Linked DNA regions of Oryzias latipes: region 2 is linked to region 1. The links are chromatin contacts, called in public Hi-C maps. All regions are on one chromosome and are shown on one strand. Each heading gives the region's core, a stretch centred on a gene start, on an enhancer-like site or on the middle of the called end of the contact. The rest is flanking DNA. Distances are from core to core; before and after follow the strand shown.

Region 1 (3,843 bases), core at 232-2,731:
TCATAGTTACTGGTGTTCTTTTTGCCATTTGGGGCTTTGATGTTACTATATTTTAGCAATTGTATGTTTTGCAGCTTTAAGGAAAAGCGTAGATTGTAGGATTGTGTTACTTTGAGCAATTTTCCAAATTCTTTTTTAGGACCAGCAAGTCCTTAATGGAGAGTCAAACTAGGGGTTTGAATGACAAATCATGATGCTCCAATTAGTCTTAGTTTCTTGATAAAGAAGTGAATAACTAGCTGCCAGAATGCACCAGAATGCATCTAAGACCACGTATTTTTCCAAAATTTCGCTCTGTGCCCGCCATATCGCTCAAAGAAAAGTTCAGGGATTTTTTCCTTGCCTGACTTTCATCACTGCTCTATTTAAATCCCGGCGTCTTTTTCTTTACGGTTCCCAACGATCAGGAATTTCCTTACTGCAGCGTCGCGGACGCTGATGCTGTAAATGTCTTTACAGGAAGTGATGTCACAACATAACTCTTCAAAAGCTCAAAATATGTCAAGAAAAAGTGATGCATTTCATCTAAAAGCTGTTGAAAACACATTATTTCTAATTTTTTTTTAAGTCATCATAGAAGCAACAGGAGTTAAAAACAAGTTCTGGTCACAAAATAGAACCTTTTGATTCCACTGTTTTGGAATTAATAATTAGCAAAATATTCAGGTTTGTTTTCAAAAGTCCACAGAAAATGTCGATTTCAATGTCATCATCCTCATGAGGATGAAGATTTTCTAAGAGCATGACTCGTCATAAACAGCTTCAAGAAACCCAAAGCTTTTACTTTGACTTCCTGCTACTTCCTTCCTGCTGCAGTTTTGTGGACAGCAGGAAGTCTAGAAAGTTATTACAACTGCTGGAAATATAGGAAACTGTTTTATTTCATCTTTAATTATCAGTGTTTTGAAAATAAAAGTTTTTGTTTTGATTCGGTAAATCCAATGTTGCGTTCAAATACATCAGGGTATCTATTATTAACATTCTTTGTTAAGTTTTATGATGCTTTAAAGATTATTTTCACTTAAACTTATTTCATTTTTTTTATTGGAAACTCTTTGGATTTCTGAATTTCTTGTAGATTTTTTTTTTTTGGTCAAAAATGATCAAATATTTCTGTTGGATGACGACATGCACAGGTTTTCTGTCTCTCTGAAACCCTTAATAAGAATGCAGATGCCAGACAAGCCTCTGTGACCTCTGACCTCTGGAATCCAACGGGAGCTGCGGACTTTTCTCTTTGCCGTGAAAACGTTTTCATCCTCCTCGTCTCGTCTCGTCCACAGCTGCAAACGTCCTGCTGTCCGAACACGGTCAGGTGAAGCTGGCGGACTTCGGCGTGGCAGGTCAGCTGACCGACACGCAGATCAAGAGGGAAACCTTCGTGGGAACGCCGTTCTGGATGGCGCCTGAAGTCATCCAGCAGTCTGCCTACGACTCAAAGGTCAGGCACCCGTTTACTTTACGGCTAACGCCTCCCCCGGGGCCGTCTGACCCCCCCCCCCCTCCCCCACGGGGCTGTTTTTGTTCTGAAAGAGCAAATCTGGGCCGTTTCTAACACAAAGGGAGCCTCCATTTCCCAGAAAACACTGGGCCTCCCTCTCTGAGAACTATTTGTGTGCCACAGATTGGTGAACCAGAAAAGAGGAAGACATTTGCATTTTCTTTTTTAAAGCACAAATCGTTTCAAATATGCAAACAATTCTTCATTTAGGGAAGTTTGAGCCCGCCGTAAACACAGGAAGAACACGGCGAACACACGATCAAATGCTACTTCCCCGTTTGATGCGAGAGCGCTCACACTTGTCCGGTTTGGAGAGCTGATAGTGGAACCATGGCTGAGTCTTTAGAGCAGGCATGTCCAAAGTCCGGCCCGGGGGGGCCAAGTGCAGCTCACATTTAGATTTCATGCAGGTTGCTGTCATAAAATCAATAATATATGAAAAAAAACACACAGTGTTTTAGATGGGATTTGTCAGCTCTCATGCTGAAAAGATCATAAAAACATTTATTAGTGAAATAATTTGAGAAAATACATGAAAAGATGAAAAACAAGCCAAGAAATTCATTGAAATTCCCCCCCGCCTATGTGTGGGTTTTGTTTTTAGCTCTTATAAAGAAAGTTTCCTTCTGTTGGTAATAAATTAAATATACCTTTTTGAAAATGTTGGAATAATTTTTTTTTGCTTGATAATTAAAACACAAATGTACAAATATTTAGTCCATCTTTAACTCATTCAGAAAATAGAGAATATTTGAAGAAAACACGGTATAGACCTATTTTTTTTATGTAAAGTTTTTTGATTTTTTACTTTAAAAAAACAACCTTTAACTCCAATTTTTTTCTCTTCTATAAAATAACTGCTATAGTATAAATGTGTCCATTTTTGCTAATAGTACGTAAACGCCAATTTATGAAATATTTCTAAATAAAACTAATCAAGATGATTTTCTTGTCTAGTCTGTGCATTTTCCTCCCGTCAGTCCACTGCTGAACGTCGACAGAATCCCAGTCCTGAAGCTCTAAAGTTTGTTTGCCCCTCCCCCGTTTGCATGTCGCCGTGGCAACCAGGAGAGCCTGCAGTTGCTCCGGCCTTGGGGGCGGTTTCGTTATTCCCTGAGCGCGCCCGGGTTCGTTTGCATGAGGCAGACGGCCGCCCTGCGGTCGGTGACGTCCCGCCGGCGGACGGCGAGCAACAGGTTTTTCCCGTTGACTGGGATTCCCTCCGCCGGCTCTTTGTCTCTGTATTTTTAGCCGCATTTCAAACACTAACCTGGCTGTTATGGACAAACAATTTAGCCATGAACGAGGATAATGACATTTTTTGAAGCTTTTCTATTGAGGAATGCAAACTAATTTGCTTGTGTTTTGAACCCCTAGTGGTCACCTGGTGAACTGACATGGCTCCAGCTTTATGGGGTACCAGCAAATACTTTTTTTGTTTTTAGTAAACACTCATTTTTATTATAAAGTAAGTTAAAAGCTTCCTTTTAATTGATGTCAACGAGATAAAAAGACCATTTTTGTTGTAAAGTGGAGCCATTTTTGTCATCTTGAATTGGAGCCATCTTTATTGTGTAACAAGCAACCCAGCATTTAGCTGGTGAACTGGCAGCTTGAATGTTTTCAAACCAGCTTCAAACAGGAAGCTATGGTGTGCTAAATGTTCAAGTGTCCTGATTTAACTGTGCATTCTCAGTGTTTTAATCATTTGTGATCTTTTATAGACTCATTGATCACAAACATAATTTCATTTTTTCTTTGACTTTCGAGCCTCTTTTGTTTGCCGTTTTATTATTATTATTGTTATTTTGTTATTATTTTATTTTATTCTGATCTGTTCTTCCTTTCTTTCCTGTTTTAGTTTTTGGTAGAAAATCCAGACGACAAGCGGATTGTTGTCCACGGGGAACGGGATAACGTCCTCTGGCTTTTTTTTGTCGCATTCTGGTGAACAAAGTTTAGAAAAATACAACTAAGATGATGTGACACCAGAATAGAGGCCTGGGTTCATTTTTTTATAAAGCTTTTAGATTCGAATTCCATGAAATCTATGTTTTCCGTCAGTTTGTTGTGTTGCTGATATTAAAGTCAGGGCGTCAGTTTAGCTCAGGCGGTAGAGCAGGTCGCCCAACAACCAAAGGGTTGGCGGTTCCCGCTCTCCCCAGCCAGCTGTCGCCCCCCGAGGGCAGCTAGTCTGCAGTCTGATTGGTCCGTCTACATTTCAATGGCAACCGCTCTCTCCGATCAGGACTGGGCGTGTTAGAAGGCCACACCTTCCACTGAAGGCGGGCTCGGGAGCATCTGTCAGTCAAACGCTTTGAACGTTATTGATGCATCTGATT
Region 2 (3,566 bases), core at 567-3,066, 94 kb before region 1:
AGAAAGAGGGCCTGCTGCTGCATCCGAAGGCAAAAAACCCACAACAGCAAAGCCTGCGGCCAAAGCTAAAGTCACGGTTTCTAAAGCTAACGCTGCCTCCACCAGTAAGACTGCGAAAACGGTAAAGACAAAAAATTCAGCTAAAAAGACGACCAAAGCCAAGGAACACGCTCCAGAGCCGCCAGGACCAAAAAAGACCAAGGTTCTAGCAAAGACACAAACTAGTAAAGCTAAACCGACTGTTGTGCAGAAAAAGACCGGAAAAGTTACCAAACCCGTAACGAAGACCGCGCCCAAAGCATCTGCATGCAAAACTGCTGATGCTGATGCAAAGGCCTCAGCCAAAACTCCACAGACGCTTAAACCTGCATCTCAGGGCTCTGCTGGAGCAGAGAAGACGGTGGAAGAAACACAGAAAACTGAGACTGAAGCTGCAGGAAGTCCTTCAGGTGATGCCCAGACTATAAAGTCTGAAGCTGTCCAGATCCTAATCATTAATAATCCTTTGAAGCCTCACGAAGTGAAACAAGAAGAACCCATGGAGGTCGAAGTGCCTCCTGGTATCAAAGAGGTTAAAGGCTTTGGGACTCCTCCCCCCCAAACCACAGAGAAAACCACACCGGATGAGCCTCCCACACCAGACAAAGGTTCTAAAGAGCTCCATCAAAGATCAGATCCACCTAAAGGAATGGAAACTGAGGCTTCACATGAGAGTTCTAAAGTGGAACCAAAGCAGACTGATGCTGAAGGTTTGTTGAAGACGTTCAATACAATTTCATACGTTTAGGAAAACTGACACCTTTGTCTGTACTCACGAAACTTTCTCCTCTGAACATGCTTTGTTTGTAGGAAAGAAAGAGGCGGCACCCAAAACGTCTGTGGAAACACGAACCACCTCTGCTGCTGCGTCCACAAGTTCACTGATGTTTGAAGACAAGATTCCTAAAATCGATGAGAACGTGTACAAGGCTTTCACCGCAGTACTGCGCGAACACAAAAAGGTGATTTCTGCCTGATTCTGCTGTCATGCAAAAAGAAAAAAACACAATATTTTTTCTGACGGAAACCATCAAATCTCTTTTTGGAAACAAGTGTAATTTATCGTATTTGTCAAGCATTAAAGTTTTTGTGGTTTTCTCTTAACTTTCAGAATAAAAGCTCTGAAAATAAGAAAGATAAAAAGCAGGAAACGGTAAAGACAAACTTTTTTTCGTTAGAAACCATGGTTCATTTTTATTCTCTTAAAGTACAACAATCTCATCAAAGTGAAGTTTTATTTGACCTTTTTCTCTTGTTTTCCAGGTTGATGGTGAAGGGGAGGGGCTTTCCTCTTCCTTTTTTGATGAGCAGAATTTCAACATCGAAGACTTTGTCACCCTTGATGAAATCGTAGGAGATGTGGACAACAGCAATGCTCACCAAACCTCGACGGATAAAACTGAAAAGAAGAGCAAAGATGAGTCATCGGCAGCCAAAAAAGCTTCCTCCAAGAGTTCGTCATCAACTTCCTCATCCAAGTCAACAACAAGTAGCTCAAAGTCTGCTTTAACTAAAAATCAGAACGACTCATCCGAGTCCTCCAAACCTTCTATCTCTGCTAAAGCCAGTAAAACATCGTCCACCTCTTCCTCACAGTCCGATTCTCCACCAAGTAAGACGTCCAAACAGTCATCCTCTCCTGCAGGTCGGACTACACGTTCATCAACAGCTGCCAGAAAATCTGAAGAAACGTCCCAGAAGCCAAAAGCTGAAACGACAGCTGGAAAGAGTGCAGTGACGGAGTCTGACCACAGCGTGTCAGCAGAGAGCTCTGCTGGAAATGCTGTTGAGTCGGAGACAAAAATAGAACCACCTTCAAAGGTGGAGTCTAAACACCAGATGCAGAGTCCGAGGACTGATTTCAAGGATGAAACGAGCAAAGATGAAAAGAAGAAAGACACAAAAACAAAGACGGATGATGCTGAACACATGAAGGAAATGAGGAATTATGGGAATGACCAGAACCCTGAAGTCCAAAAAGATGTGGGCCATCCAAGCAACAAAGAAGCTCCAATGCCTGAAGACCTACAAGTTTTAGAAATGATTCAGATGGAAAACAAGACTGAGACTGAAAACCAATCATCAGAACAAACGTTGCTTCCTGAAGGAAAAGGAGCTCAAGTTTTTGGTGAATCTGATAAACCAACAGCGGGAAATGAAATGGCTCTAAGCAAGGAAGGCAACCAAACTCCAACTACCATAGAGAGTGTAGGGAATGTCAAACTGACGGAGGCTGAAACCAAAACAGACGAGTCCTCCAAAACGTCTGCAGATTCAGAGCAAACTTCTGATGACAAAGAGCAGCCTCTGGATCCTGTCAAAGAAGTCCAAACTCTTAGTCACCAACAAGCTAACGCAAAGGAGGAAGCCACAGAAGAGGAGGATGAAGTGTACCATGTCCTCGATGCGATCGAGGATCTGCCAACAACTACAGAGTCAGAGACAGACATTAATGAAGCACCAAGGAAGAAGGTTGGTACCGGCGGTCAAGAAGACAACACAACAAGGAAGAGCGATCAAAAGAGCAAAACATCATCAGATGAGAAAGAAGAGTCGCAGAAGAAACGGGACAGGAAAGCTACAAAATCTGAAACACAAATCAAGAAGAAATCCATAAGGAGAGACGAAAAGACGGAGGAGGACATTGAGGAGGACCCGGAGTACATGATCTTTGAGGTATTGGACTCTGTTGAAGACGAATCCGTTCTGGAAGTTCCAACCTTAGAAATGCTGGATCAGAAAAGTAATACTGGAGCTACTGAGGAGAAAACGTCAAGTGTGAAAGGATCCCCCAAAAGTTCTAAAGAGGAAGAGGATCCTGAGAAGAAGGCAGGCACGGACGAACAAAGCGTCTCTACAAGATCTACCAGAGGACGAAAATCATTGAACCAGGATCAAGCAAAGGAAGATATTTCCTCGAGGAGGAGTACTCCAGCTAGAGAGTCACGGGGGCTAAAAGAAAAAACTCCTAAGACCGAAGATGAAGCTCCTCTAAAAGAAAGGACTCCCACACAAAAGAGGGGTGATGTGATGAAGGACACAAGCGAGGACGATACAGCTTCCAGCACTTTGGGGGCTCCAGAAGAGGAGGTTGTCCAAAAAGATCAACCGCCAGTTCAAGAAAAACCAAGAAGAGGTAGACCAAAGAAAAACACCAAGAAAGCTAAGAAACAAGTAGCAGCTCCAAAGAAAGTCGAGTCACCCGTTAAAGAGGTAGAAGAGGATGAAGATGAATTCCAGATTATTGACTCTGTTGAGGAGGAAGCGGTTGACGGTCCGGCTTTCATGAACCAAACTTTAAGTACAGGAACACCAAGTTCTAATGATAAGAAGACGAAACCTGAGACAACTAAAGGTTTGCTTTTAAATGAGGAAGAGGAGCCTTTGTATCAGATTTTAGATTCTGTGGAAGATGAGGGACTTCTAGAGGAGGTAACCCCCACTGAAGTGTCCAATATGGAGGTTGAGGAAGATGCAAAGAAGAGGAGCCTGATTCAAACCGCAGACAGCACAGCCGTTTGTTCCGA

The links. A called contact is a pair of places that touch in the nucleus more often than the background predicts.
Region 2: a Hi-C map of fibroblasts shows a contact between it and region 1, with 2.1 times the contacts expected there. The contact joins two enhancer-like sites. A contact is called at or near these places in 3 of 5 Hi-C or Micro-C datasets (embryo and fibroblasts).

What each region holds. Positions count from the first base shown.
Region 1 is chr18:4,696,034-4,699,876 of ASM223467v1, reverse strand. stk26 (serine/threonine-protein kinase 26) reads left to right here. Exons shown (of 13, transcript XR_002292346.2): 6 at 1,284-1,441. Among protein-coding and RNA genes, the nearest start is that of stk26, 24 kb to the left of the region's middle. Within about 2 kb of position 1,481, at least 5 of the 8 cell types and tissues checked have an H3K27ac peak or open chromatin away from gene starts, as enhancers often do.
Region 2 is chr18:4,790,606-4,794,171 of ASM223467v1, reverse strand. It overlaps LOC101174778 (zinc finger protein 638), which reads left to right. Exons shown (of 20, transcript XM_011487289.3): 11 at 1-749; 12 at 850-1,001; 13 at 1,151-1,192; 14 at 1,303-3,566. Among protein-coding and RNA genes, the nearest start is that of LOC105356397, 11 kb to the right of the region's middle. Within about 2 kb of position 1,816, at least 2 of the 8 cell types and tissues checked have an H3K27ac peak or open chromatin away from gene starts, as enhancers often do.